Linked DNA regions of Mus musculus: regions 1, 2, 4 and 5 are each linked to region 3. A link is a contact called in public Hi-C, capture Hi-C and promoter capture Hi-C data. All regions are on one chromosome and are shown on one strand. The core of a region is the stretch at or near the end of the contact, and the rest is flanking DNA. Distances in the headings are between cores, read along the strand shown.

Region 1 (5,101 bases), core at 2,191-4,690, 160 kb before region 3:
TAAAAAATGTGTGGACAAAAGTGTAGACTGTGGGACACACTGACACACTACAGCTTCTACAACAAGATGTTTGTTTTTTATTCCTTTAAAAAAAATTTTTTTTTGAGGGGAGGTTGCAAAGACGCAGAGAAGAGATGAAGGGGTGGGGAGATGAGTGGGATTTGGGGGGGTGCGTGATGCAAAATTCACAAAGAATCAATAGAAAGTTCAAAGAAAAAGTTGCCCGGTGGCAGTATATGCCTTTAATCCAAGAACACTGGAGGCAGAGGCAGACGGGTCTCTGTGAGTTCAAGGCCAGCCTGTTTACAGAGTGAGTTCCAGGACATCCAGGGCTACACAGGGAAACCCTGTTGCACGTTGGGGAAGGAGTTGCCTGCTGATCTTGACACTCACACAACCTTCCTCTGCTGCAAATAAATAAGTAGGGGGGCCAAGAGGTGGCTCAGTAGGCAAAGGCATCAATTTAAGTCCAGTCCCTGGAACTCACACAGTGGAAGGGGAGAGATGACTGTCTTAAGCTGTCCTCTGACTGCTGCACACATACATACACATTTGTGCATTCCTGCAAATTTGCAAACACACACATGCACACACACATATATATGTGTGTGTGTGTGTATGTGTATATATATATATATGTATATATATATGTATATATATATATAATGTAATAAAAAATAACAAATCAGTATGACTTTAGGTTTCTCTTTTGAAGCAGATTCTACAACATGTCTCTAGGCTGAGAGGATAAATTTGTCAAGGGAGAAATGGTGGTGCAGGGTGGCAGAAGCTGCGAGTCCCCAGAAGGTTGAGGGGATGCAGACTCATTTTTACAGTGTCTATCTGGCCAGGCCCCAGGAGCTTCCTCCTGAAGTCACAGAGTCATGGCCCTGGCCTCAGCGTCTCCTCAGGGAAAGTGGCTGCTTGGATTCTCATAGGTTGAGCTTCTAGGCAAGCAATGGGTCTGGCTTGACCAAGGACAGGAGAAGCCAAACTGGCTGAAAAGGGAAGCGAAGACAGAGGACAAGACCAGAGGCCGGCAAGCTGCCTTTTGATTTTTGTCTTTGCTGTCTTTAGACACACCAGAAGAAGGCATCAGGTCCCATGACAGATGGTTGTGAGTCACCGAGTAGTTGCTGGGAATTGAACTCATGACCTCTGAAAGAGAAGCCATCTGCTCTCAACCACTGAGCCTTCTCTCCAGCCCCTGGGATTGTCTTAAAGGAACATGAACATAGGGCATCGAGAGAAGTAACAGTCTCGTTGAGTCATCCTGTGGCTGCTTGGCCCTGTGCATTGCTTCTGTGACTATGCCGACTATGCCAGAATCCATCCCAGAGCCCTAGCCTCCATCCTGCCCAGCGCTGACAGTGACTCAAAACTGTGAAGTCTGATCTAAGGAAGAAGGGAATGGATGTCCACAAGCAAATAGCATTTACCACGTGGCAGGCCCTTGGTGTGACAGCTACAGGGTCTCTCCCAAGGTTTTTGTGAAGTGCTGTCTTCTGCAGTCTTTATTGCATGAAGAATGGAAATGCAGAGAGCAAGCATAACTTGTCCAAGGGCACCAACAGCTAGGGAGTCTGTCTCTGCAACCAGGTAGCATGGGACGGAAGTCTGTGGTCAGGAAGGCTTCTCTGAGGAGGGAGCAAACATAGTAACCAACCGGAAGGAGCCGGTTTCAGACCAGAAGAAGAGTGCTCCAGGCAAGAGCAGGTGAGGGCTCTGCTGGAAAGTGTGTGAACACTGGGGAAGGCCCCTAGGGAGCCACCCAGGAGCTGGACTTAGAAGAAGAATTACAGAGCAATTCCTCCAAGATCAGTGTATGTCCTTCTGTCTCTCCCTTATTCCCTCCCTCTCTCCCTTGCTTCTCTCTTTTCCCTCCTGTTTTTTCTTCCTTCCTCTTTTCCTCTCTCCTCTTCTGTCTTCTCTTCCCATCTCCTCTAATCTCTGCCTTCTCCTGTCCTATCTCCCTGCCTTCCTCTGCCTCCCCCTCCTCCTCCTCCTCCTCTTCCCTTCCTCCCTCCTCTCAGGTAGAGAATCACTACTCCTCTTTGGCTGTCCTCCAATCCACAGGGCTCAAGCATCCTCTTGAGTAGCTGGGAGTGCAGCTGGTGCGGCTGTTCCTTTTGTATCTGGGCTCCCTATGGCTGGGCTCCCATTGGCCACGATATACATTTATTTGTTAATTGCACACATGGATCAATGGCCAAGGCCAACTTAGAGGATGCTCTATAATGGTGGCAGTGCTATCCAGGCAGGGTAAAGCCACCCTCCCACAGTCCCTGAACCTCCACTACATTTCCTTTCTTCCTCCTACACCCACTTCATATTTTCCTAAGAGAGAAGCACTTTTATTTGGTTTTTTGAGACAGAGTTTCTTTGTGTAGCCTTGGTTGTTTTGGAACTCACTCCATAGACCAGGCTGGCCTCAAACTCAACAAAGATCTGCTTGCCTCAGCCTCCCAAGTGCTGGAGTTAAAGGTGTTTGCCATGGCTCATTGAGAGAAGCATTCCTATCTGCATCCATCACTTGCTGACACCGTGTGTGTCACCATGATCCTCCTGAACTTGTACTTTAGGGCGCTCACACACAGCCCCCTACACCCCTGTCTGTACACAGAAGCACACCTGACTGCATAATGTGTCCGAGCTGTTGATTCTAAACCCAGTCACGCATCGTCATCGCCTATCATCAGTATAGCCCCGGGGACACCCACTTGAATCTTCCATGCCTTAAGCCCTCACCCTCCCACAAACATTTCCAATTCAACCCTAGCTCTCCCTCCCCAGGCAGGGGGATTTCCTGGGTCTCAGTGCACCTTGGTTTTAGAGAGGTAATACTGGTAATAACTCTTGGTTTTAAAGGGAGGGTGGGTATCGGGCTGGGGGAGTATAGGGAGGGCTCTCCTAGAGACACTGTGATTGATTAAGGATTCTCCTCAGCTTCTCTAAAACTTGTGTGTGGCAGTAGCCTGATGGGAGCTGATTGTTGTGAAAAACAGGTACCCAAAGGCAAGGGCCTTATCTCCACCGCCCAGTTCCTAAAGATGAGGCGGCAGGGTATAAGTGACAGGCAAAAGATCCCTGGCAAATGTAGTGACAGTAGTGTAAAGGCTACAGGCTATGTGAACTTGGGCCAAGTTATCCTGACCTGGCTCTGTGTTTTCCTACCTAGGAGATGAGTGGGGAGTGGGAGCCTTTGGGATGGCCAACCCCCCACCCCCTTGGTATCCCACTCTAGTAACTAAAGGGACAGGTCCCTTTGGCCGGAACCTTTGGGAAGGAGCTGGGGCGCAGGGACAGCGCTGGGAGAGCCCATCCACAGCGGGAAGTGGGAGCCAGCGGACTTTGGATCTGGGGGCCCCTCCTGGCTTTGGGCAGCAGTCTAGGGGCTGAGGCGTGACTTCGACTTCTCTGGCTGCCGCCTCCTCCTCCGCAGTCACCAAAATAAGAGAAGTCCGAGACGGCTTCCTCCTCCCTCCCCAGAGTAGGTAGTAGGGGCAGAGGCGGGTAGCACCTCACTTTACCCCCCACATCGCCTCTCCTGGTTGCTGGAAGTTAGGGTTGGCTCGCCCCAGATCGAGTCACCCGCAGCTGGCTCCCTTGAGACCAGGTAGGCGGCCAAACCCGGTGGGGGCTGGTAGGGCAAATGTTGCCCCGCCCCTAACCGTCCTCACCTTGGAGGGAAGATTTGGGGGTAAACCTGAACTTTGAGAGCTGAGCAAGTTGAAAGCGGGAGATGGGGGTGGGGATCCCATTCAGAAAGGAAATGAAGAAGGAAAACTAAGGAAAGCTGGAAAAGGCTGATAAAAACCTAGGAGAAGGCCGAGGCAGTACGGCGAAGGCAGACCAAAAATTCCCCCTAAAAGTCTAAATGGGGAAAGAGAGGGAAACTGTGTTGTAAATTTGATAAAATTTGGGGAGAGGGCTGAAAGTACAGGAAGGCACTGTGGGATCCCCCAAAAGCGTCTAGGGAGAGCCCTGAGAGGCTTTCAGGAGGAGAAAAAGGAAAGAAGCTGAGGGGGTATGAGAGAGGGGTAGTAGGTGGGGAAACTGGAAAGGGGGAGGGGATACTGAGGAAATCGGTCGCGAGTTCCCGAGAAGGGGGTCTAGGAGAGTGACTTCTGCAGAACTCGGAGTCCAGAGTGCAGTTCTGGGGTCTCAGAGGCCGGCTATCTGGATTCCTCAGAGGGAAGCGGGGAGTCTGCAAACTCCCCCCAGACCCTCTAGCTACATCAGTGGGGCAGCGGGTTCCAGACACCCTGGGGATTCCTTCCAGCAGCTGGAGGCGTGGATCTGGGTTTCCTGGGGAAGACCTCACCCTGGGGCATCAGACCTCCCTGGGTGCTTTTCCCTATCCGCAGTGGCGGTCAAGGTTTGCGTCCCTGTCGGGATCCGGGAATTGCTGGCAGCCCCGACGGAAATCCTGCTTTTGACCGCCAATGCCCGCAGGGGCTGTTTCCATGGCAACACAGGGCAGTGAGGCCAGTTGGCTTTGGGCCGCTGCAGGCTCAAGGCTGGCAGCCAACTTTGGTCCCTGCCTTCGTCCCCATTTTTGGTCCTTGATCCGGGTGTGTTGCACCACAGAGGGAGTGAGAGGGTGCCGCTTGGTGTTCAGGGGTCTCCTGCCTCAGAGACATGTTCTCTTAGCAAGAATGGGCCTTTAATTGCTATGCAGACCTCAAGGAGAGCTAGCTTTCTCTGGACTTTTGCTTTTCTCATTGGAACTTTGGGGAAGAAACTAGCCCTCCCCATACCAAAGCTGTGCCTAGTGGCTCATGCCTATAATAATCCTTGCATCCAGCAAACAGAGGTAGGGAGGTTGTCACGAGTTCAAGACCACCTTGAGCGATATAAGCAGAAAGACAGGTGGGGTGGGGGAAACAGAAATAGAATGGGAAGGGGTGGGGCGGGGAGGAGAGGGGAGAATGGAGGAGAAGGCAGATGAAGTTCTATCAGATCCAGGCCAGCTGGCTCTACACAGTTCTTTGCCTTCTCAAAGCATGGAGGACCAGAAAGCTTCGCTGACAGGGCCTCTGAGAACCAGCACACAGTTGGCATCTACTAAATGTCACGTTTACTAGGGCCCATTCCAAGA
Region 2 (4,729 bases), core at 2,082-4,581, 170 kb after region 3:
CCCTCTGGATGTAAGTCCAAAGGGTATAAACAAAGCAAGGGTGGGGTTTGGGGTGGGAGTGTCTGAGAACACAGGCTGTGTCCCCTAGTCCCCAGGGCACGGTCTCAGATGCCCAGCCTCATAGTTCTAGCCTCCCTTTCAGGAGCAGACAAAAGCTCCAAGTGTCCAGATAAAGCCAGCAAGCTCTGGGCCACTGGACAGAGTGGGGAGGGGCAGAGGGAACTTCCCAACACAGCACTGATGCTGCTCAGCCCGGTCTGTTATGATTCCACGAGTGGTGTGGCTGCTTTCACTGTACAGACAAACAAACAGAGGCTACTGGAGGAACCTAAGGGTATAGAGGCAGTGCCAGACCACGAGTACCCTCAAATTATGTCTCCCACGTGGCGCAACCCCTCAAACCCTGCTGTCAACTGGGATGTGTGCCCTCCTCCTGCTCAGGGCCTCAGACCTGCCAAAGAAATTGGCCTCCTTGATATCCGTGGTGGTGTTGCAGTGCCCACAGTAGCGGAACTGATAGTCGTAGCTCCGTTCCCGTAGCACCATTTCGTCTTCTGAGATGGAGTCCTTGCGACTTGTGCTTCGAAGGCGAACTGGACCACCACCACCACCAGCTGCCTTCTTCTCCTCTGGGGCCGAAAGCAAGGAGAGATGAGAAAGAGGTGAGGAAGGAGAGATGTGAGGGAGGTGGGAGGCTTCCCTTCCCTCCCCCCCCCTCAGTGTCTCCTCTACCCCTGTGCTACAGTTTCCAACCCAGACCAGGCAATGCCAGGCCATCTGCCCCCAGGTTTACTCCCAAGAACTAAGAGAAGTCCGTAGGAATTTGCATCGCTGGCGTCAGCCTGAACACTACTCATGGAATGAGCGAATCCCGTGGCTAGTTATCTGCCTCCAGTGAGATCTATCCCACATAGTTCTCATAGTTGGAGACTCTCATAGTTGGTCACCATGACCCAGCTCGTCCTACAAATCTACAGAGGCACTGGGAAGGCTTGGTGTGCCCTTTGCAGACAAGACCGGTTTGGAGGCTGTGCTGGATCCATGGCCACACAGTTCGACCTGGTAGAGCTAAGCTGAGAACTAAGGCACTGTCCTAGACACCATGCCTGCTGCCCATGGCCAGACTGAGACAAAGACAACAAACAGCACTTGCCTCTGCCCAGTGTGCTCTGCCAAGGCCCGTCTGGGGACAGGTGGGAAGGCCCAGCTAGAGCTCACACAGCCTGACTGGGCTCTACCTGGTGCCTTGAATGCTAACATTAACTTTCAACAGAGTTTCACTGGGAGATGCTGACCGTCTCCTTCTTCAGCCATGAAAAGTGAGTTTCAGGGGTCAGACTGTCTTAAGTCCATGGAGTTTCATAATCAGCATCTGAAACCAGGGCTTCTAGATCAAAGCGCCAGGGCCTTTCTGGGTAGGGAACGGACAGCTGCGTCTCCTGGGCACACACTCACCACCATCACTTTTGGAGAAAAGGGCAGCTGTGATGTCCCGGCCTAATGCGTCACATGCACTGCTGTGGGCCTGCTCTGGGAACTTCCCTTTGAAGTCATCCAGGCACTCCAGAGCCTCGGCCACATACTTCAGTTCAAAGAGGCACCGGGCCAGACGGAAGTGTGCCTTCAGGTGGCAAGGGTTTAGGGAGATGGCCTTGAGGCAGTCCCGGAGGGCATCATAGTGGTCCCCGTCCCTGAGAAGGTACAGGAACATAGCTTAGAGGTGAGAGAGGCCCTGTGGCAGATACAAGGTTCCCACCATCTTCTGTGGCTACTTCTAGGCCATCTCTGACAACCCTCAGGGTGAGGAGATAAGGAGATGAAGCCTTGGCGAAGCCCACTGCTCCCTCCCTGGGAGCAGGAGTAAGCTGAGGCTCAAGCCAGGAGCCTGAGGCTTGGCGAGTAAAGAGCAGTGTCGGGCTGCCCTCTGCTGGGCGTAGGCTGCAACTGTGCACTGTTCACCTCAGGCACCCGCAGCTCTGCAGCAGAAGGCCTGGCATCCTGCCCACCGCAGACTCCCCAAGCCCTCCTTCTCTTTTCCTTCATCCACCTCCTCAAATCCCCCTGCTGGTCTTCAAAGCTATGTCCAAGGCAGGGGGCCCTCAAGGACAGTTCTGTGGCCTGGAGAAGCCAGAAGTGTTAGGCCAGGGACTCAGGGTCTGACCAGCATGCCCTCAGCCAGACCCCCCTCTGTCCTGGCTGACTGATCTGCAGCAGCTGTGGCCTCCACCTCCTGGGGCTGGAGGATGGGGCCTGACTGTCTGGCAAAGTCAGCTCTCTGGAAGCTGATGGTGAGGGGGCTGTGCACACCAGGAGCTCCAAATCCTCTCTACTCTTTTCTCCAATGGACAAGTATGGATAAAGGGGAGTGTAGGCTTTCTGTTGGAGGGGTAGAGGGAGACGCCCTCTTTTCCAGGCCCACCTCCCTGTTGCCAGAAACCCAATTTGGTTTCTCATCTGTACAGCCAAGCAGCAATGAGAGTCACTTTCCCCTTTAGAAACCTGTAAATGTTTGTATTTTCAATGCTGGGGATTGAACCTCCCCGCTTCCTACTGGGCTGGGGTGGGTCTACTATGCTTACAGCAAGCAGCACTCACTAATGCCAAGGGTCCCTTCACCAAGGGCACAGGTCACAGGTGTCTCCTGACCTCTCTCGCCATACAGTCAGGAGGAGCACCCAGCCCTTGGAGTAGCCACTTAAGACTCTAACCGACAGCTAAGCAATGTGGGGCAGGCAGGAAGCAGAGCTGCTTTGATGGTGTGCTCTGCGTCAGAACGAGTGCCTATGACGAAGGAGCAGGCGCTGTTTGGAAACCCAGTTACTGCCTGCAAGGTGCCCCTTTCTGAGCTCCTAGCAAGAGCCAGACCAGAGACCAGCCAGGAACCAGAGGGTGGTCTGTTTCCAGGAGCAGATGGTAGCCCTGGGGAGGCTGGCCTGGGACAGAACGTGACATTCTAGGGGTCACTGGCAGGCATGTGGGGATGGGGAAAAAAAAAGAGCAGGCTGGCCCCAGGGCTCACCCATCCTAGATGTACTGCCAGATCAATCTCCCTGAAAAGACAGCCCTCTGCACGTCCTCGCTCAAAGCTCTCCAGTAGCTGCCCATCACACACTGAATCAAGGCCAAATGCCACCCTCTGCATTCCAAGCCCTTTCCAGGCAAGCCCCAGGCTACCTCACAGACTCATCCCCTGCCAGTCCTTTCCAGAACCCTCTGCTCCAGCCAAATGGATTTGCTGTTCTGAGGCAGGCTCTTCAGTCAGTCCCCCGCCCCCACGCCTTTGTTCACACCATTTCCTCTCCCTGCAGTGTCCTTCCCCACAGTCCTCTCCTCCCCCTCATCTCCTTGTCTGAGCTGCCCACATTTAGAGCCCATTCAGACACGACATCTTTCTGAGGCTTCCCTGATCCTGAGCTGAGGTGACTCAACTCTTCTTGGTAACCCACAGCACTATACCTGACCATTTCCAAGACTTACTGCTTCCTGCATCTTTCCTATTTCATGCCGAACTATGCCAGAGAGTTTATTCTCGTTCAGTGGCTGGGCACTCTGGGGCACAGGGACTCAGAGTGATAGAACTCTGTCTCCCCAGTACCTAGCACACAGTGGGAACTCAGAAAACAAGCTGTGAATTCAGAAATCACCAACTTCTCTCAGCAAAAATACAGACACGAAGCTGAGCTCTCAGCCAAGTCAAGATGAAGGGGTTGTCACACCCTACCCAACCAGTGTAACAGAGGTGACACAACTCAGATGGCTGGGCCCCAGATAGTCCTCTTTTGAATGTGGGTGCCCCTTGATCCCTGGGGAAAGTCCCGAGGCTTCAGCTAACTGCTCTGTGTGTGGCATCTCCCCCACTCCCATCCTGCTGACTTGAGTGGGTTCCTTAAGCTTCCCCAGGCCTGCCTAGTTTCAGCCAGACGATGGCACACCAGCTGGCCTGTCTGTCTGGGCAGAGCCGACGGATGCCAGACGGAGCAGAAATGGCTGTGGGCCCAGCTCTATCCATCTCTAGTCTTGGCCCTGGCTGGGGGATGGGGTCTGCCTGCCTGCCTGTCTGATGGTGCTGCAGGCAGGGCTGGGACACTGATGATCTCTGCAGATGTGGGGCATCTTAGGATCCTGACCTGCCTATCCCATTATCACAGGCCAGTGTATGTCTGAGGTCTAGCTCGTATGTGGTCCAGTGATGGGTGTAAGAACCCAGAAAGCAGATTGCAGGGCCATTCAGCCTCAGACTCATTTTATAAAGGTACAAATGAGCTCTCCAAGCTCTGCAGTCGGATCTATCAAGGTCCCACTCTTCTCTCAAAAGTCCAACCCAAGCCTCAACTCTCCAGTAATTAGTATCACCACCCCTCTTAATCCCTACTTCCATTCACACCTTATAACAAAGCAACGTGTGAATCTCCCTCCCACACACTAAATGTCTTGTGCTACCTCAGCCTTAGGTAGAAAGGAGGGGGCCTATGTTCAAGAGGCCCCAAGAGCTGGGATGCCAATGCCACCTTCTGTGGATGCCCTAGCAACTTGGTCTCATGGCCCAGGTGCTTCAGCCCTTGTTCTGACCGAGAAACCCCTGCGGTTCCCACTCACCACTTGCGCTTCATGTAGGCGGCAGCTCGGTTGCCATAGAGCATAGCGTTGTGCGGGGCCTTCTGCACAGCCTGGCTGTAGAGCTGGATGGCCTGGGTCCACTGCTGGCAGGCGAAGGCTTCATTGGCCTGCT
Region 3 (4,570 bases), core at 1,282-3,781:
GAGTGCTCTTAACCACTGAGCCGTGTCTTAGCCCCTTGGTGTCCATGTTTTAGAGAACAAGTCAGTGAGGCGTAGAGAGACTGGAAGTGGTGGAGTTCTGTCCTGATCTTAGGTCAGTCTGATCCCAAAGCCACTGTCATTTACACAGCTTGCCCTCCTTCACTTAACAGTCACAGCGGGGATTTAAACAGTCACATGTCAGACTGAGTGTCCCAATTCAAGCCCAGAAGACACCAATCCAGTAGTCGCTGGGGCCCTGTTGGCTCGGTTTATTTGGTGGTGTCTGCCTTTCTGAAGTCTTGAACTTCAGGGAGGGAAAAGGACTTGGACATACACACCAGAGCGGCCCTCGATGGCCAGACCAAAGCAGTCCTCAATGGCTAGAGCTCTGTTCTAAGAGTGGACAGACCTGAACAAAGACCTGGGGATGTCCAGTGTGCTGGCAAATGTCTCTAATCCCAGCCCTGGGAAAGCAGGGGCAGGGAAAGCAGGGGCAGGGCCAGAGGCAGAGAGGCAGAGGCAGAGAGGCAGAGGCAGAGAGGCAGAGAGGCAGAGGCAGAGGCAGAGGCAGGGAGATCCCTGGAAGTTTCAGGCCAACTTGGCCTACACAGTATTCCAGAACAGCCAAGAGCTACATAATAGAGAGACCCTGTTCCAAAAATAAAAATAAAAATAAAAAAGATCCAGCATCCGGCCACCTCACTGAGGGCCCCAGTGAAATTTTCGTTTGGCTTCTGTTTGGGTTATTCATTGACCGGTCATCTCTTTTCTCTTCACTTTTAGAACGCTAGGAACAAGTTGACCATATCTCTGGGGGCACTTTTCTTCTTCTTTTTTTTTTTTTTTTTTTTTTTGGTTTTTTGAGACAGGGTTTCTCTCTGTAGCCTTGGCTATCCTGGAACTCACTCTGTAGACCAGGCTGGCCTCGAACTCAAAAATCTGCCTGCCTCTGCCTCCCAAGTGCTGGGATTAAAGGCGTGTGCCACCACTGCCTGGCCACTTTTCCACAAGAATATTGGTCTAGCTGGTTTTACAGTGACCAGAGTGAAAGAAACAGTCACCCAGCACCCTTAGGACCATCCTGGCCTGTTAAGGGGATGAGAAAAAAAAAAGCCATTTTCAGGTGACAAGATGTCACAGAGTAAGAAATACAGGAATAGATGCTAAGTGGTGTAGGTCTGAGTTCTGTGGTCATTTCCAACTAGCTGGGTGGCTGCGGGAAAACTGTATCAAGTATTCAGGGTGTTGTATGTGTGCGTGTATGTTGTATGTGAGGATGGACCAGTGCAGGCCAGAGAATCACCTCAGGTGCTGTTCTTCAGGCAACTTTTACCTTGGTTTTAGTAACTGGCTCTCTCATTGGCCCAGTCTGGAGGAGCAGGCTAGGCTAGGCTGGGCCTGTGAGCTAGAGCTCTGCCTGTCTCTGCCTCCCCAGCGCTGCGAAGTCAGTATCATCGGGCCTGTTAGGCTTTGTTTGGAATCTGAGTTCTCAAACGCAGGTCCTCATTCTTTCAAAGCAGCACTTTACTGACTGAGCCGTGTCGTGTCGTGACCTCCACCCCACCGCCCTCACACCGTGCACCCTTTTTGAAAGGAAGCAAAGAGGGAGGCAGACGTGGCGGTAACAAAGCCTGCCTAAGATCCATTCTTCCACAAGAGGCCAATACCTGCTCTACAGAGATGCTCTAGTATACTAAATGTGCTAAGCCGGACTCGTCACGTTGTCACCCAGCCGCAGCATTTTGTATTCTATAAGTCACTTGGGAGTGTATTCTCAAACTGCCCACCTTCATGGACTGGGACGTGCCAGGGCCTACTGCATCTATTTTGTAGAACAAAGTGAGAACTAGGTAGGCAGCAGTTGTCCGAAGTTGCAGAGTGAAGTGACAGGTGTTTGGCTCACCTGACAGTGGCCTCTCAGAACTAGCTCCCAATCTCAGGATGCCAGCTTCACCCGAATACCTATCCTTTGGGGTGAGCTGAAGCCTATGACTCACTCGCCCCCACCCGACTTTCGGTCCCGCTTGGGACAAGGCGTGAAGGGACAGAACGATCTGCCACTTGAGGGGTGTCTACAGAAAGTTCATAGGCTCGGCCTGTTCTTTACACAAAAAACAGGCTGGCTCTCTGGACTCTAATAAAAATAAATCGTGTTTCAATACATGTTAGCCGAGGTCTTTCCCTGTCTTAGCAGATATTTTTGTACTTAAACTTGGGCGTCGATGTACCTTTAGTCCCATCTCCACTTCACTTGGTTTGTCCTCGCCTCTGTTTACTCCGATTGCGGAAGTCGCTCGGGTGGAGTTCCCGGGACACTACCTTTGAATACGTCTTTTGCGTACTTATTTAATTGGCATTGGATTCAGACCAATGGGATAGCTGGGGGCTCCGGGCGGGTGGGGCAGGGAGCCAATCAGAACGGTTGGCGGGGTGTGGCTGCGTCCCGGGGCGGGGAAATCGCGTAATGGCGGACTCAGGCCGGTGGAGTGCGGCTGGGGGCGTAGCGCGCTGAGGGGGGCGTCCGGCTGAGTAGCAGCCCGCGAAGCAGTAGGCTGGAGCGTTCTCCGTGGGGACGCGGACCGGCTGCCCAGCCCTTCATGTCGCTGAGGGCGACTGCGCGAGGTCAGGTGAGCAACAAGTCCCCCTGGGCGCGCCCGGCTGTGAGAGGCGAGCGCCGGCCCGGCCACCCCTGCAAGGGTCCGGTGGCACCGGGTGTCTGCTCTGACGGTCGCTGGTGCGGCTCGTGTGTTGTCAGCGCCGTGGCGACACCTCAGGGGTGGTGGTGACCCAGAGTGCCCTTCGGAGACTAGGGAGGGTCGGCGAAAGTGGCCCTACCACCAACCCACTGTGTGTTCTTGAGCAAGTCACTTCCGTCTTCGGGCCTCAGTTTACCATTTGTAAATAGACTTCACCGAAGCCTGTGAATTGGGTCTCAGCAACTCCCCGAGCTCCTGGACAAGTTCATCTCCAGGCTGAGCCTCAGTTTCCATATTTGGACCATAAAGTAATTGAGGTGCTCTTTGGGGACCCTGGCTGCTAGGCTGGGGGTAGGGACATTGTGGAGGAGTGTGTGAGCACGCGCACATGTGCACAGAATGAGCCCTACAGAAAGGAGCCTTGGCTTACGGGCCACTGGTACCAATGCATGGGTGCTACCCAGATCGTGACAGGGAAGGGCTAAGTCCTGTGGTCCTTTGAGATGAGGAAATGTTCATAGATTCAGAGATCAGGGGTTACCCTTGGCGTTTAAGCCCAGCACTGAAGAGGAAGAAAGCCAAGGAAAATGTTAATGGTTGTCCTACTATGTGCCAAACCTTAGGTATAAGTGCTTGTTTAGTTTTTCCAGCTGTCCTTGTAAGTTTACTGGTGAGGAAGTCAAGTAGGTTTCAGAGAAGTAACTTGCTCAGGGTGACACCGGAACGTGTGGCACTTACCAAAGTGAGGGTGTTTCCTCTGGGAAGCACCGGGCGCGCAGGGATAAGTTAGTGTTCTCTTACAAAGTTTGCTTTGTCATAAATGGAGGGAGGGGTCTAGCCTGGAGAGTTGATTTCACTTTTGGTGTGGAGACAGGCTAGGTCTTAAGCTCAGGATTATTAATTATAAGCCCATCTCCTTTTCTTGCTTTGTGACTAAGGAAGGGCCATTTCTGAGTGTTAAAAATCACTTCGAAGTGTGTCAGGACAGCAGAGGATTCCGTTTGAGTCCCAGGCAGGTGTCACCAATATTTGTTGTATAGAGACATGAGTTTTGACTCCAGGTGGTGTCATCAGAGTGTCTTTCTCTCCTCTGTACAAAGGCTACATTTTATTGGGAGGGAGAATTTATCCATCTGTTGTATAATTTCTTTGGGTTCCTTGGGGCTAAAGTTTCAATGGCCTGCCTGTGTTCAAGTGTAGCCTTTCTTTCTTTGTTCTTTCCTTATCTTGCAGATGAGTAAAGGCAGTGGACTTTGAGTAGGAGTAGCTGGGTACCTTAGCCCTTAAGTTTTCCAAACCGCCAGAGCTTTGGGTTAATCAAAATAGCAGGTCCAGCTGTGGGTATTGTTCTCATGTGCCAGTGTTAGGGAGGGAAATCCGAGGAGGAAGTTGCTGAGAAAGAGGGCGTTTCTGAGCTGTGGAGCCAATATGTATTTTCTTTGTTTGAAATTCTAAAACCAGAAAAGCAGCAGCTAGAGGAAGGAAGGAAAGGACTTGCAAGCCTGCTTCCTGTCAGGGAGCTGTAAGGACTGTCCCGGGCCATGTGGGAGGCACCGCTTGCCCAGAAAAAGGCAGTTGAGTTGGCTGGACTTTGAGAACGGTCTTCTAGATTTTAGAATATAGAATGAAGTAACTTTAGGTCTTAAATCTTCCAGAGTAAACGATTAAGGGACTCTTTATTGAGTCATCACTGTTGGTTCGTTGTCCCCATCATACTTCCCAGGCTTTGTCTGAGTTTTAACTGTGATTACAAACTCTGGGTTTTAACATAATCTGACTTTCCTACTAGAGGGTGCAAAGCCACCAGCACTTGAAAAATATGTTTGCCCATTTAATTATATCCATGTTGTCATTTTCTTTTTAATGTTGCTATT
Region 4 (4,893 bases), core at 626-3,125, 250 kb before region 3:
GATCTACCTGCCTCTGCCTCTCAAGTACTGGAATTGAAGGCATGACCCCGCCCCCAACACCTGGCACAAAATTTTCTTTATTATTTTTGTGTGTATGATATGTGGAACATACATAGAACTAATGTAAACAGACACATTGTGTGTGCCAGGGAACGAGTGTGGCTGAGTGTGGAGGTCAGAGTACAGCTCTGTGGAGTTAATTTGCTCCTTCCACGTTCATCTGGGTTCTGGGGCTCAAATCAGATGGTCAGGCCTGCACAGCAAGCACTTTACCTGAACCATCTTGCCAGCCCCTTGAAAAGAATTTTCTGATTTATCCTGTATTATAGCTCCTTAACAAAAGGAAACTGGGACACAAAGTACCATACTGTCTAGTCATCAATTATTATTGTGTTTTTCATATCTGGGTTAACAAGCTGAGTATTCGTACTACCTCCATACACCCAGGCCTAACCCTTCCTGCCTGAAACTTTCTACCTCTCAAATCCTACAGTATACATTTAGATATAAAAGCAAAGTGACAAGCTGGGTGTGGTGGCGTACATTGTTAATCCCAGCACTTGGGAGGCAGAGGCAGGTGGATCTCTAATTTTGAAGCCAGCCTGGTACACAGAGTGAGTTCCAGGATAGTCAGAGCTACAAAAAAACTGTCTCAAAAAGAAAATAAAAGCACAGTGGTAGCTTATGCTTTAAAGCTTAGGACATAACTGCAATTCAGAACTGACTCTACTTATTAACAGTATAGCTAAGCTCACAAAAAAAAAAAAAAAAAAAAAAAACAGAATAATAAACAACACAGATGGTTGTCACCATTTTTAAAGTAAAATTGCTTCTGTTGTTCTGTTTACAGGGCTCTGGGATGATTCTGAAACTCAAAAACAGCCTGTACTTGACTCTAGCTACAGAAGGGAGTTTTAAGGTAAGCAGTTACAAACTGACTTGGCCCAACCCTGCCATCTCTTACTTGGTGTGTAATTGTGGCCAAGAGTAGCTCTCAACGGAGGCAGAAGAGGACATCTTCATGCTTGAAATGGGAAAAACGTTCGCTACAAAGACAACCTAACCTAAAATGTTCCCGGTGCATTCTGTGCCATAAAGCAGCAGTCCTCCCGTCCCTTAAATGCCAGGCACTGACTGACGTCCAGGTTAATTACAGGAAACACAGTGTATTAAGTCACTCGAACGCACGCATTCTCCACTTCCCTTAATTGAAAGTTGCTGATGTCTGAGGACCCAACCGCTGAGCTGAATGTGAACCTAAAGTCGCAACCAAGTAAGCACCCCCTGATCGGAACTGAGGAAAACAAGGTGGGTGGGGAGAGGGGGACGGCGACGACAGGAAAAACTCGGCTGACCACTGCGCCAAGTCAAGACTGCTGCTCACAGTCCTGGAGATGACACACACTCCCTCCCACCATCGGGGCTGTCGGCTCTGTTGACCCCCAACACCGTGAACTCTAACCGCCTAAGACAGGGGTGTGGACCTAAAGGGCCCGAGCCTGGCCGACCCAGGGAAAGGCAGCTCGCCGCGCCCAGAGTGGAGGCTCGCGACGGCCTCAAGGTGTGGCCTGAGCTGCGACCCAGACCGGGCTCCCCGACTTGGCAGCTTCACCACCGTCTGTCCCTCAGGCCGCCCCCAGCTCCCGGCTGGGTCCCCTCGCTCACTGGCTTGGCTGATCCGCTGGATGTTGCCACTGCATGTCTGGATGATGCTGTTGAAGTCCCGGGGCTGAGGCCCCGACGGCCCGGGGTTCCGATACATGTCTAAGGGACCGTAGGACATGACAGTGAGCAGAGACCGGGTCGCGCTTCGCGGCGCTCCTACCGGAAGCTGCCACTGACCGGGCCCAGCAGCTGAGAGGAAAACCGGGAAGAGAAAGGGCGGGGAAGGGACCGCGACTGCGTGCGCACTGACCCCCCGCCCATCGCGGTGCGCATGCGCGCGCTCCGCCCCATCCTGCAGTGCGCGTGTGCGGCTGGAATTGGCGGTGGGTCGTCTCTTGAGAGTTTTCGAACTGCTGGCGGTGAGCGTTCTCGCAAGACCCGACTCCTCCAGCTGTGAAGCCAGTACAGGACCGGACTTCTTCAGCCTGTCGTCTACAGACGGCGCGCCCCGCATTCCACGACCTTCCGGCCGCCAACACGCTCATCCGCATCCTGCTGCTCCCGCATCCTGCCGCTCCCGCATCCTGCTGCTCCGCGCGGCACTGTTGTTCAGGCACCCAGCAAGTTCTTGCTTTTCCAACCCATGTCAAAATCGAGGTGAATGCATGAGCATGGAATGGGACCAGTACACGTGCAGTTGTACCCGACAGGATTCGATGGTGAAAACTGTTCAACACCTAAATTTCTAGCAAGAATAAAGTTACTACTGAAACCATCCGCCAATACGGTGTGCCCCGTGCTTACCCACTTCAAGGGATTCTGGGACATTGTTGATTAACATTTCCTTCCTTTGAGGTCAGGCTGGTATACAGGGTGAGTTCCAGGACAGCCAAGGTTACATAGAGAAACCCTGTCTCGGAAAACCCACTCACACTCCAAACAAATAAAAACCATTCCCTTCCTGCGGAATTCAGTCATGAGATATGTTGCCAGCCAGATGGCATTTGATTGACAGCCCACCAACTTACAATGTGCACCACACCTACGAAAACTGGGCACCCTTCTCCAACCTCTCCTACTACATCAGAGCCTCTCCTCCTGTAACAGATGACTGCCTGACTCCCATCCTGTGAAAGGGAAGAAGAGGGTTTCTGATTCAAAAGATTATGGGGAAAATTCTAAGAAAAAAATTCATCCTTGACCCCCAGGGCTCGAATATGATATTCACATTCTTCGGCCAGCAATTCACCCACCAGTATCTCAAGACAGACCAGAAACAAGGACATATATTCACTAGAGGGCTGGGCCATGGAGTGGACATATAAGCCATGTTTATGGTAAAACTCCAGATAGACAGCATAAACTGCTCCTTTGCTTTCTCTTTTAATTATTTATTTTTATGCTCATTGGTCTTTTGCCTGTACCTGTGAGGGTGACAGAGCCCCTGGACCTGGAGTTACAGAGAGCTGTGAGCTGCCATGTGAATGCTGGGAATTGAACCTGTGTCCTCTGGAAGAGCAGCCAGTGTTCTTAACTGCAGAGTCATTTCTCCAGCCCCAAACTATGCCTTTTCAAGGATGAAAAACTCAAGTACCAGGTAATTGATGAAGAGGTATATTCTCCCATCAGAGAGATCAGGGACACTCAGGTGGAAGCAGACTGCCACTGCAAACCCCCAAATACCTGCTTTAGGGCAGATCTTGGGTTTGGCCACTGGTCATATGGTATAAGCTACACCATGAACCAGCACCACAAACCATTCTCACCGAAGCCTTACCAATCATTTGAAGAACTCAGGAGAAAGAGGCTGCTGAGTTGGAAGTTCTCTGTGGTAAAATTGATGCTGTTGGTGCTGGTTAAGAGCACTGACTGCTCTTCGATACGTTCTGAGTTCAATTCCCAGCAACCACATGGTGGCTCACAACCATCTATAATGAGAGCTGATGCTCTCTTCTGGTGTGTCTGAAGATAGCTACAGTGTACTCATATATACATTAAATAAATAAAATTTAAAAATTAAAAAAAAAAATCGATGCTGTCCTCCCCTGCTGATAGAAAAGCCTCTTCCAGGTGCTGTCTTTGGGGAAACCCTAGGGGAAATTGGGGCACCATTCTCCTTGGAAGGGCCTACATCAAACCCTATCTGTTCTCACTACTGGAATACTGGAAGCCAAGCTCTTTGGGGGAAGTGGGTGTTAAGATCATCAACACTGCCTCAATTTAGTGTCTTGTTTTATTTGGGGGGGTGTTCTAGACAGGGTTTCTCTGTATAGCCCTGGCTGTCCTGGAACTCACTTTGTAGACCAGGCTGGCCTCGAACTCAGAAATCCGCCTGCCTCTGCCTCCCAAGTGCTGGGATTAAAGGCATGCGCCACCACTGCCCGGCTTCAACTTAGAGTTTTAACGTTAGTAACATGAAGGGCTGTCCCTTCATTCAGTGCTCAGGGCTTCTCCAAACAAGCACATTACAAGTGCTTTAATTCCAGACAAATAGTGACTTAGATATCAGATCTCTCCAGGTTTGTGACATGCTAGACAGGACAATGAAATGAAATATTTGGGGATCCCATTGGATAAGTTTTCCTAGCCATGTATCTCCCCAAAGTCCATGACATCGTGCAAGAAATTTTGATTTGCATAAAAATGTACCAGACCACCCCAACCCTTGCTTCCTATTCTGCTCTATTTTCAGAACCCAGGCTCAAATATAGGAAAATTAAGTAGCCTTGACATTCAGGTCTGTAGCCAATCAGTGATTTTAAGGGTTTCAAAGTACTTTTATTTCTCCCTCCACTCCTAACTAAGCAATAAAGTAATATCGTATTTGGGGGGCACATACTGTGTGTGAATCCTTAGGTCACTGATTCATAAACACTTCACAGTAAGGAAGCATCCCCATTTTTATCTTTAAACATTTTTGGTCTGGTTTACTTTTTTATTTGTTTTTCCAAACAGGGTTTCTCTGTGTAACCCTGGCTGTCCTGGAACTTACTCTGTAGACCAAGCTGGCCTCGAACTCAAAGATCTACCTACCTCTTTGCTCTGCCTCCCAAGTGCCAGGATTAAAAGTAATGGCATTTTGGCTGGACAGTGGTGGCGCACAACTTTAATCCCAGCACTTGAAAGACAGAGACAGGCAGAGCTCTGTGATTCAAGACTACATAGCAAGTTCTGGGCCAGCCAGGAATACACAGTGAGACCCTGTCTCAAACCAAAACAAAGAGCCAGGAATAGTAGTACAAGTCTTTAATCCCAGCACTCAGGAGACAGAGGCAGGCAGATCTCAGA
Region 5 (4,413 bases), core at 599-3,098, 210 kb before region 3:
TTTCGAGGTCAAGGAGAACTGTACCTCTCCTGCTGGTACTCGGTCCTACAGTAGGTACACTTCACAACAGGGTGAGCAATCCGGCATTCCTGAAATGAAAGGAGACAGTCTGAAAAGGACCAGAGGAGCAGAAAGTCTGAATTCAGTAAAAAGCTGCAGACTGGGTACTAACTGTTGCTAGCAAGAGGCCTGGGTGAGTCATGTAACTCTCTGGACCTTCTCCTCTATATGCATATCACTTCCCTGCTGTTGATGTGGGAGTAGGAATCTGTATGAACTACTCATAGATTTTAAAACAAATATATCATGAATAAGCTCTAGATTGGTCGTTAGCTCTCTAGGTAAGAGTCCAGCTGGTCCGTCTGCTGTTGTGGGATAATGAGAAGGATCACTTGTGATACGAAGGCAAAAGATTAAAGCTGTCTTGTTTATTGAACTTCCTTTAAAAAAAAAAAAAAAAAAAAAAAAGAGCCGGGAGGTGGTGGCACATGCCTTTAATCCCAGCACTCAGGAGGCCGAGTTCAGGATTTTCTGAGTTCGAGGCCTGCCTGGTCTACAAAGTGAGTTTCAGGACAGCCAGGGCTATACAGAGAAACCCTGTCTTGGAAAAACAAAAAACAAAAATAACAACAAAGAATCATACAGCCTTAGACTGAGCAACAGTACACGACTTTAATCCCAGCGTTTGGAAGACAGAGGCAGTCAGATAGATCTCTGAGAGTTCAAAGACAGCCAGAGCTACAAGTTATATGACCCTGCCTCGGAAACAAACAAGAAAAATGTTTAGATCAAAGTTTTTATGTCCAAGGGGGCCTTCAAACACTATCTTTCGGACTCAGTAAACCCAAGTGGCTTAAGGAAAGTATGTGGGCATCTTTTTGGGGGGACGCGGGGAGGTGAACTACACACAGCGGACGGACACAGACACACATTCTGTATCTGAAATATCTGAGGATCTGTCAACGGCAACTCTGCACGAGCTTGCCGACTTAACTGTTGCTCTCTTGAACCGACGAGGTGGGAGGAAGTTATATATAAAAACGCTGGCATTTCAGGGGTTAAAAAATGCTTAGGATGAGGAGGAAGGCTACCAATTAGATGCTAAAAAGTCACCCTGTTCGTGTGTGTTCCAAGACACTGTTGGGGTACTTTTTTCATTTTCCCTAATAAAGCCTTGCCACCTCTAACTTTGAGATCGGCTGTAAAGTGCCCACGAAGTGTCCAGAGTTCAAAACACTCCTCACAAGCAGCACCTGATTCCGGGGTTCAATCTCATCCAGGACAAGGGAAATCTCTGGACCGTCATTCTACACTCAAGACGACCACATCAGAAGAGAAGGCGGTCCAAGGAAATCTTCCCGGGGGGCCAGTCGGGGACAAACAGGGGAGCTGTCCCCTCCCGCGACCTCACCAGGTCGGAGAAGAAACCCCAGCCGTTGCTAAGCACCAGGACACGCCGGCTGCCAGGGCCTGGACTCCGCCCGGGGCTCCCACAAGTACCCTGCAGTCCTCTGCGGGCCCGGCTCAGCTCGTCCGCAAAACGGGCCGGCCACACCCTGCCCGAGGGGACCCCGGCAGCCGTCCTCGCTGGACCGAGAGTTCCGAACCGCGCCTGGAGCGTCCCCAGCTCCCGGCCGCCGCCCCAGCCCGCGCACCTTGCACAGCTGCTGCCCCTGAGACAGCGCCTCGAAGGGGAAGCGCTGGTGGCACTTGGTGCAGGCGTACAGCGCCGCCATGTCCGGCCCGGGCCGTGATCGCCGCCGCCCCTCCCGCCGGCCCGCCGCTTTATCTGACAGTCTCAGGCACAACCTGGCGGCGGCGGCCGGGCCGCGGGCTGCGGAGGGCGGGCGGGCGAGGGCGGGCCGCGGGCGCAGGGGCGGGCTCTCCGGTGCTCAGAGGCCGTTCGCTGGCTCGCGTGGACGTCGATCACGCGGGAGGGGGCGGAACGTGGAGTTCCCGACGGCTCTGATTCGGTCCGGGTTGGACTACGCCACTGTGACGCTCGGGGCCGCGATTATGTAAAGCGCAGTCACGCGGGGGCGCCGCCTGAAAAGAGCGTCTTCCGAGTAGGATAGCGGAAGCCCTCGGGCTCCGCCCACCTGCCCGCTGAGGCTCCGCCCTCGCTCCGCCTCTCCGGGGGCTGCGGGAGCATTGGAGCTTCTCGCGATACTCGATGAAGTTGTGATGTTTTGGGTTGCCGTGGAGCTTCCCGCTAGCCGAAGGAGTGTGGGATTGGGGTGACAGTCGGGCAACGTCGGATTCGAACTACGAGACCATCCGGAGTTTAAACCCACTGGCAACCAAGGAGGAAAGTCTATCTTTGGAGCAGGCGGAGGGGAAAAGCAGGATATTAAATGAGTGTCCTCTATGGGCTGGAGAGAAGGCTCCGAATGCTGCTTTTGCAAAGTTTGGTTCCCAGCACCCACATCTGGAGGCTCAGATCGCCTGTAACTCCAGCTGCAGGGCTATCCCTGATGCCTCTTAACTCAGCAGGCACCTGCACTCACGTGCACTTACAAAAGATGGGCAGTTGTAAAATGGTAAAACAGTAGAGACCTGAAGCTAGAATTAAAGGCAATAGGAACACGGTGGCCATGATACTCTTGAGATCGGTTGGCTGTGTGTGTATGGAGGCCATCTGTACATGACCCAAAACCTTTAATACATTTTAGTTTGTGTGTGTGTCTCTGTGTCCCCCTCACTTAATATGGAGCTAATTGATCTGTCCGTTCTAGTGTGTGTGAGACTTAGGGATTGGTTTGATCTCTAGCACTGGAGAAAGAAAAAGAGGTAGGGCATAGGAAGTGAGAGGAAAGAAAGGAATAGAAAATATCGATGATCATTCATACAATAAACCTTTTTTAAAAGTTATTTTTACTTGTAAATGTGTTTGTGGGGCTGGAGAGATGGCTCAGCGCTGACTGTCTTCCAAGGGTCCTAAGTTCAATTCCCAGCAACCACATGGTGGCTCATAACCATCTGTAATGGGGTCTGATGCCCTCTTCTAGTGTGTGTCTGAAGATAGCAACAGTGTACTTACATATAATAATAAATAAATCTTGGGGCTGGAGCCAGCAAGGCTGGAGCCAGCAGAGGTCCTGAGTTCAATTCCCAGCAACCACATGAAGGCTCAGAACCATCTGTTCAGCTACAGTGTACCCCTATACATAAAATAAATAAATAAATCTTTTTTTAAAAATGTGTTTGTGAGTGTGCATGCCTCTGTGTATGTGTGTGTGTGTGAATGCAGTGCCTATCAAGGCTAGATGGAGTCCCCCAGGGCTGGAGTTGCAGGCAGTTTTAAACTGTCTGACATGAATACTGTACAAACAGTATGTAATCTTAACCACTGAGCCATCTCTCCAGACCCTCCTTGAATAACGTGTTAAGTATTTACTATGTGACAATTCTGGCTTATGCACACAATCAATAAGCCAGACATGATCTCTGCCTTTGTTTGGCAAATTAGCCAAAAGGGGCTATGATAAATGAAAAGACAAACCGTAAGTTGAGCATAGCAGTAACACCTGTAATCACAGTACATGGGAACTGGAGGCAGGAGGATCAGAAGGTCAACTCTATCCTTCACTACTTACTAAGTTTGAGTCTAGCTAAGCTCCATGTGACCCTGTCTTTAAAAACAAACAAGCAAAAAACCCCACAGCCAGGGAGGCAGAGGCAGGTGGATCTTGATAAATTATTTCTCCATCCATGAAACAAGCCAAATTCAAGCCAGATTACATTATATTAAATGGAGGTTTATTGGGCTCTCTGGCAAGTTCACTGGCCCCAAGGATTAAGGCCAGGGGAGTCACCATGAGGGCAAAGGTCAGGGGAGAGAAAGAGGAAAAATGGTGAGCAGAGAAAGAAGAGAAGGAGGAGGGGAGGAGGAGGAGGGAGGAGGAGAGGGAGGGAGGGAGAGAGAGAGAGAGAGAGAGAACACAAGAGAACAAAATGTGCCTCTGGAGAAGGGCAGCCTAGCCCCTGGGCTGGAAAGTTCAGGATTGGGGGCAGGGTGTGCCAGATAGGGACTGAGGGATGCTGGGAGAACCTGGAGGCCAGGTCTGCTTTGATCTGTAAAATGTGCACCTCAGTTCCTTGTCCTCAGGGGCCAAAACTAAACCGAGCTCTGTGTTGGAGGCCAGCCTGGTCTACAGAGCAAATTCCAGGACAGCCAGGGCTGCAAAGGACCAAAAAAGGAAGAAAGGGGGAAAAAAAAATCCTGCAAGGAAAGAGGACAGACCTAGGACGGGAGGATGGGGGTGTGTGGGGGAGATAGGTAGGATAGACCGAGATGATAGAATGATAAAACGGAGAACTTTCTTTCTTTCTTTTTTTTTTTTTTTTTGTGGTGGCTGGCCAGCCGTGTGCTCAGACGCAGAGAACTTTCTGAGGGGCCAAGATCTCAAAGTC

What was found. A called contact is a pair of places that touch in the nucleus more often than the background predicts. Capture Hi-C pulls out chosen DNA fragments and counts their contacts.
Region 1: a contact with region 3 is called in a promoter capture Hi-C map of adipose tissue. The contact joins the promoter of Fgr here to the promoter of Wasf2 in region 3. A contact is called at or near these places in 4 of 39 promoter capture datasets (maxillary cranial neural crest, neural stem cells, neutrophils and 1 more), 1 of 484 Hi-C or Micro-C datasets (natural killer cells), 7 of 115 datasets of contacts at active chromatin or transcription factors (embryonic stem cells, heart atrium, microglia and 1 more) and 4 of 9 other capture datasets (adipose tissue, embryonic stem cells, liver and 1 more).
Region 2: a contact with region 3 is called in a Hi-C map of double positive thymocytes, with 4 times the contacts expected there. The contact joins the enhancer-like site here to the promoter of Wasf2 in region 3. A contact is called at or near these places in 9 of 39 promoter capture datasets (the 3T3-L1 cell line, 3T3-L1-derived adipocytes, hematopoietic stem and progenitor cells and 5 more), 1 of 15 datasets of contacts at CTCF or cohesin (large pre-B cells), 10 of 484 Hi-C or Micro-C datasets (B cells, CD8 T cells, double positive thymocytes and 6 more), 13 of 115 datasets of contacts at active chromatin or transcription factors (the HPC-7 cell line, the SCID.adh cell line, T-cell acute lymphoblastic leukemia and 7 more) and 4 of 9 other capture datasets (adipose tissue, liver, macrophages and 1 more).
Region 4: a contact with region 3 is called in a capture Hi-C map of macrophages, with 2.2 times the contacts expected there. The contact joins the promoter of Stx12 here to the promoter of Wasf2 in region 3. A contact is called at or near these places in 1 of 39 promoter capture datasets (neural stem cells), 1 of 115 datasets of contacts at active chromatin or transcription factors (embryonic stem cells) and 1 of 9 other capture datasets (macrophages).
Region 5: a promoter capture Hi-C map of liver shows a contact between it and region 3. The contact joins the promoter of Fam76a here to the promoter of Wasf2 in region 3. A contact is called at or near these places in 3 of 39 promoter capture datasets (erythroid cells, hematopoietic stem and progenitor cells and neural stem cells), 2 of 484 Hi-C or Micro-C datasets (embryonic stem cells and natural killer cells), 8 of 115 datasets of contacts at active chromatin or transcription factors (bone marrow-derived macrophages, craniofacial prominence, embryonic stem cells and 3 more) and 2 of 9 other capture datasets (adipose tissue and liver).

The regions. Positions count from the first base shown.
Region 1 is chr4:132,970,655-132,975,755 of GRCm38.p6, forward strand. Fgr (FGR proto-oncogene, Src family tyrosine kinase) reads left to right here and starts at 3,441. Exons shown (of 13, transcript NM_010208.4): 1 at 3,441-3,616.
Region 2 is chr4:133,295,965-133,300,693 of GRCm38.p6, forward strand. It overlaps Wdtc1 (WD and tetratricopeptide repeats 1), which reads right to left. Exons shown (of 16, transcript NM_199306.4): 12 at 4,597-4,729; 13 at 1,456-1,691; 14 at 452-629. Among named protein-coding and RNA genes, the nearest start is that of Tmem222, 21 kb to the left of the region's middle. Within about 2 kb of position 3,332, at least 79 of the 459 cell types and tissues checked have an H3K27ac peak or open chromatin away from gene starts, as enhancers often do. A contact at or near this core is called in CD8 T cells, the HPC-7 cell line, the SCID.adh cell line and 5 more, where this site is marked.
Region 3 is chr4:133,128,102-133,132,671 of GRCm38.p6, forward strand. It overlaps Wasf2 (WAS protein family, member 2), which reads left to right and starts at 2,532. Exons shown (of 9, transcript NM_153423.6): 1 at 2,532-2,627.
Region 4 is chr4:132,882,583-132,887,475 of GRCm38.p6, forward strand. Stx12 (syntaxin 12) reads right to left here and starts at 1,876. Exons shown (of 9, transcript NM_133887.4): 1 at 1,666-1,876. The coding sequence starts at 1,783. It also overlaps the pseudogene Gm13033.
Region 5 is chr4:132,920,703-132,925,115 of GRCm38.p6, forward strand. Fam76a (family with sequence similarity 76, member A) reads right to left here and starts at 1,849. Exons shown (of 9, transcript NM_145553.2): 1 at 1,656-1,849; 2 at 25-89. The coding sequence starts at 1,736.